2 separate regions of the Rattus norvegicus genome follow, and region 1 is linked to region 2. A link is a contact called in public Hi-C data. All regions are on one chromosome and are shown on one strand. The core of a region is the stretch at or near the end of the contact, and the rest is flanking DNA. Distances in the headings are between cores, read along the strand shown.

Region 1 (2,700 bases), core at 88-2,587, 39 kb before region 2:
TCCCATAATAAATGTATTATCGGCCTTTCACTGATGAGAAATTTAAATATCAAGTAAACAACCTGTCCAAGGTTGCAGATCTAAGAAGCTTTGATTAGGATGCAGGACATCTGATTCTACCCATTCGGCCCTCACTGGTGTCATTGGTGGTCTCCATATTGTTAGGGATGACCAAGTAGTTGCTTTTCAAGGGATTATTTCAAGGATGCTCTTGCTGCAAACGAATGGGTGGATGGATGGATAAATGGATGGATGAACGGATGGATGGATGGATGGATGGATGGATGGATGGATGGATGGGTAGATGAATGAGTGCATTATACAGGTGCCAGGATATTGGGATTTGTGAACCATTGGTCTCTCACATTGGAGAGGGCATGGGGTGAGGTGGGTAGAGTTGAAGTGAAACAAGAAAGGCAAAACATAGCTGAACCTGGTTGGTGAGCATGTGACCCTTAAGACTCAGCTTTCCTGTGTTAGGAAAGTCCCTTAATAGAATATTAATTAATTCATTCATAAGATCTGAAGGGTCACTTTTGTTGTGCCGGGTGTTAGGACAGTAGAAATTGAGATGACCTTAAGTCCTTCCCCTCTCCATGACCTGAGTTAGTGTGTCAGGAGCTCTAGGAGGAGATGCGTGGGTGGAGCACCTGGTGGTTCAGATGTAGGGCAGGTCCTTTGGTGTCCAAGTCAGGGCTGAACAGACAGTGGAAGCCTAGCTATTTTTTTCTAGGAGTTGGTGAATGATTGGGGCCCTGAGCTTTGGAGATTGGCTTTTCACCATCCCGGCAGTCAAACGTAACAAAAATAAGTGCTGACCCTTATCAAGAACTTGGTGAAAACACCATTATCTGAGCTAGCCCTGGCCACATGTGTTAAATGGACAACTCAATGCAGGGGGGTAGGAGGGCTGGTGACCAGTATGTCATCATTCTGCCACAAGTGTCATGGTGCACTGTGGGAAAGGGGTCAGAGAGGCTTATAGCCTAAACCACTGGAGTCAGGACTCAGAGGACACAGCCTTTCCTAGGTCGTAGGCCCTCAGAGCTTTGTGAAGTATGTCTGTGGGACTGGGCATAGATTAATAGAGGTGTCAGGGTTCTGGGCTATTGGTCCATGTATGAGTCTGGATCTCTGTTCCCTGCATGGTAGCCTCCATCCCCAACCTAAAGCCCCATTATCCCCTCTGGCTCTTGACACACAAAGTTCTCCCCTGTGATATGTCCCCGTTGACCTAGAAAACCCTTACTCATCCTTTGAAGCTCACCTCTCCGGAAACTTCAGAGTCATGCATGTTGGTGAAATCCACCCTTGTTGATGTTTTCAGGTAGTGCATCATGAGTGCAGACAGCGTGTCAGGTTTACATGCCTGGATCCTATTGTTCCCCAACAACCCTCCGGGGTTGACTTTATTGTTACCTCATTTCTCCAGTGAGGCAATTGAGGACTCTGAGATGTTGGTAACTTGCCCAGACAGTGGACTCTGGAGTTGGCTCGGAGTCAGTCATGGAGTGTGACCTTTCTTCTCTTACTGCCGTTCTCTCAAGAAGGGCAGGGGCCTTATCTTTCATTCCATCATTCTCAGTAAGCACACACAGTAGGTTTTCAGTATGACACATAGTAGGCCCTCAGCAAATATTGTGCACTGAGTGACTCTGTCAGCAAAATGTGAAGGACCACAGCAGTGGGGAACAGCATCCACATCCTGCCCACTCCACGGTGGCACTTCGGCGAACACAGATGCTCAGAAGTGGGCCAAGCTGGAGAGGGAGAGGCGGGGGGAGGGAGTCCGGGCATTTCTGAAGAGATGAGGCTTTGATTCCAACAAGGCTTTGAGTGACGACTCAATCTTGTGGGGGCGAAGTGCTCTCTCATCATATAAATAGGCCTCTTTGGTAAGGGAGAAAGCGTCTTTATGGCCGCTGTGCATAATTAGATGGCAAGGAAGACTCAAGGGCTTTTTGATGAACAAGCAGCATGGGGCAGGGATGGCACCTGCCCCCTGGGTACACAGAGGGCATGGGCATCCCTCAGAGAGAGTTAGGGGAGTAGAGGAGATTCCCCAGGGAGGAGCCAGAATGCTCATTAGGATCCCTGACCCAAAGAGGCAGGCCCTACAGACCCTCCCTGCTTTCCCCCCAGATGTTCAGCCACACTGATGGTAGTTTGGGAAAATTAACATGCCTTGGAATGCAGAAACCAGCTATACTTTGCTTCCTGGGTTTGTGAGGGGAATGCATGGTGCTTGCCTGGGTCTGTTGGAGACAGCCAGGAGATAAGGAATGGGCAGGAAATAACTTTATCATCACTGAGGGAATTCCTTGCTGCCTTCCTGCCTCTGTCCACCAGTGGTTTCCTCCAGTGCTGTGGTAGTGGGTCAAGCTGTTCCCCGTCCTCATCCCCCCTCTCCCCTTAAGGCTATATGGTGATCTGTTTTGGTCCTTTAGACCTGAGGTTCTGCCCTTTCGGAAGCCAGCCCCTTGGGAGTGACATGAGCGTTCCCTCGGGGTTTTCTCTATCCCTGTATATTCCACAGCTTGGGGAGAGTGATGGCTGCTTTTGCATTGCCCTGGGGACTGAGAACAGGAGTCACTCTCTATGGTCACGAAATGCCCTTCCAGCTGATTTTTCCATTGGAGTCCCCTAGATGCCAAAAGTGTGTCTTCCTAGAACTGTTACATCCAGACCTCTTCTAATAGA
Region 2 (2,700 bases), core at 154-2,653:
AGACTCTGGCCACATGCCTTGGGTTTCAATCCCACCCCTGATTCCTCTAAGACACTTAGTCCAAGTCATGTGCTTCCTTTAAAAAACTTGTTTATTTGCATAATTTCTGTTGATTCTTCGTGAATTTCACATCATGAACCCCAAATCCCACTCGTTTCCCAGCCCCTCCACAGCTGCTTTCCACCCTTGTAACCTCCTCCCCCACCTCCCCCCAAACCCCATCTCACGTGGGAGCCTTGGCACGCCACAGTGTGTCAAAGAGTATATACTCGTTTTTCTCAAACAACTTTACTTACAAATGTTCATTACAATGAGTCATTGGTCTGGTTTGAGGCCTCTGGCTTCTGCTATACTATCAATCGTGGGTCCTCATGGGGACTCCTCTTGGACATCCTGTTGTTGTCCCGTGTCATGGAGATCCTGCAGCTTTGGGTCTGTAGGACCGGCCCCTTCACATGCTCCAGCAGCTCAAAGATTGGTAGATGATGGGGTGAGCCAGCTCAAAGGCCTGGATCTGGGCCTGGCTGGTGGCTGAGCTGGTCAGCCCGCCAGCTCCCCCATGCCAACACTGCCAGGACCAGCTCCTCTTCATCCCCGCCCAAGCAAAGGATCGATCTCGAGCCAACATTCCTGTGCCCACACCACCAGGACCAGCTCACACTCCTTTCTGAAATGGAGACAGTTACAACATTGTGTCCACAGGGGGGGCATAAGGATCAAAGTGCTGTAAATACATGATGTTCGAAGAGGAAGCAAAGTTCTAGTGGAATGGTAGCTTCCGTTAGCATTTGAGGAGACAGCACAGAGCTCGCAAGAAAACTGCCTCCGCTGACACCCGGCCCTCCAGGGCTCCAGGCCTACAGGAGGTTGCATTTCTCCTGGCTGAGAAGGACTCACGCATTCTTCCAGAAGGGACCCAGTGCTGCATGTCGGGACTGGGGCAATGGAGGCACAGGTCGAACTGTAGCTTCTCCGGACTCCGCTGCCTGGCTGAGCAGAAGAGTCTAGAAGCTGGGCCCCTTGCTGGGCATCGGGAGAAGGGGGTGCTGGCTGGAGGCGGTGAGCATGAGCAGACGGGTTAGGATATTCCACGAGGACCCATTAGCAACTTGTGGCCCTGCCTCCAAACAGAGGCAAAGCCTGGCTATCAAGCCTACATCAGCCTGATTAATTCGTTCCTGAGACTAATAAGTGGGTTAGTCTAGGGGCTTCCTTCCACACCCACCCATCCTCTCCCCTCCCCCAGGAGACCCTCTCATCATTTTTTTGATGACCTCTTTCCACCCACCATCTGGCCACTCTTCGAGGTATCCTCTCTCAGAGGACCATGTACAGCAGCTGCTTGGCCTCTGGCAGGGCCAGAGAGGCAGCGATGCCTGCCCGGCTTTCAGCAGATTAGACAGAACCGGCCTTAAAATAGGAGCTCTTCTATTTTAGTGACTCGGCTGGCAGCTCGCCGCGGAAGGAGAGGCTGCTGCGCGTTAGCGTCCCGCTTGGCAGCGAAGTGGCATGATTTAAGCTGCTGTCACAGAGCTCCCAAGGGTGACCCATGTCTGGAAGTTGCATGTAAACTGCACCGGGCTTGGCACCTGCTATCCACTCCCAGGACTCGCCATTGGCCAGAGGCTCCCGTTCCTGAGGATCCTAGAAAGGGAGAGAAGGGAGGGAAGGAAGGAGGACACAGTGAAGGTGGGGCCTGGAGAGAACCCCCACAGCTTTAATACAGTAAGGAGGCTTTACTGCCTGGTTCACTGGGGATAGGGGAGTACATTTTCTCTGTCTCTCTAAACATAGGGAAGCAGGGTTCCACTGGTCTCCAAACAGCCGCTCGCAAACCAAAGGCACGGTTGGTTCTCCTTAACCGCGGTCACACCTTTCTCCCTCCAGGACCTCACCATGGATACAGACCTGACAGCGGCAAATGGCAAGAAAGTCAAAGCCCTGGAGATCTTCACTTACGCCCTACAGTACTTCAAAGAGCAGGCTCTGAAGGTGAGCCTTAGGGACGGTGGCAGCCAGCCTTGGGTTAGGCCATCTGCAGGTTGCTGCACCTGCCAGTGAGGCAGTGGTGTAGCCTGCAGGGAGAGCATGTGGGCTCCGAGGTTAGAACAGTCGAGTGTGTTCTTTTGTTACTGTTGTTGTTTTTAAAGATCTTTTTAAAAAAGGATTTCTCATTTATTTTATTTATGAGTACACTGTAGCCGTCTTCGGACACACCAGAAAAGGGCATCGGATCCCATTACAGATGGTCGTGAGCCACCATGTGGTTGCTGAGATTTGAACTCAGGACCTCTGGGAGAGCAGTCAGTGCTCTTAACCTCTGACCCATCTCTCCAGCCCCCAAGTATGTTCTTAGGCAGTGCTGGTGGAAAGGTGAAATGGTTCGGCATTTTGGAACGGATTTGGCAGCTCCTAAAAGATACAAACGCAGAGACATGACCCAGCAATCCCACTCCTAGGGGAGTGAGCACACATACACATAAGACAATTTACATTGGAAATTCAGACCAGTGTTATTTATAATGACCAAACAGTGGAAACCACTCAAATGCCCATCGACTGATTGATAACCGAATGCTATTCAGCCGCAAAATGAAATACGAATGCACATCACAGTCGGATAACCATTGAGAGCATCATACAAAATAAAAGAAACAATACACAAAAGCCACATCATAAAATTAATTCCCTTTGTATGAA

Evidence for each region. A called contact is a pair of places that touch in the nucleus more often than the background predicts.
Region 1: a Hi-C map of frontal cortex shows a contact between it and region 2, with 2.3 times the contacts expected there. The contact joins the promoter of LOC134485262 here to the enhancer-like site in region 2. A contact is called at or near these places in 4 of 12 Hi-C or Micro-C datasets (Schwann cells, frontal cortex, hepatocytes and 1 more).

The regions. Positions count from the first base shown.
Region 1 is chr1:267,985,973-267,988,672 of GRCr8, reverse strand. LOC134485262 reads right to left here and starts at 1,337. Exons shown (of 3, transcript XM_063281049.1): 1 at 1,268-1,337. The coding sequence starts at 1,290. The region is part of intron 1 of Hspa12a (heat shock protein family A (Hsp70) member 12A); the gene reads left to right.
Region 2 is chr1:267,947,089-267,949,788 of GRCr8, reverse strand. It overlaps Hspa12a (heat shock protein family A (Hsp70) member 12A), which reads left to right. Exons shown (of 12, transcript NM_001107445.1): 5 at 1,888-1,992. LOC134485263 (a long non-coding RNA gene) reads right to left here. Exons shown (of 3, transcript XR_010063322.1): 3 at 1,989-2,412. Among named protein-coding and RNA genes, the nearest start is that of Spmip5, 29 kb to the right of the region's middle. Within about 2 kb of position 1,403, at least 20 of the 93 cell types and tissues checked have an H3K27ac peak or open chromatin away from gene starts, as enhancers often do.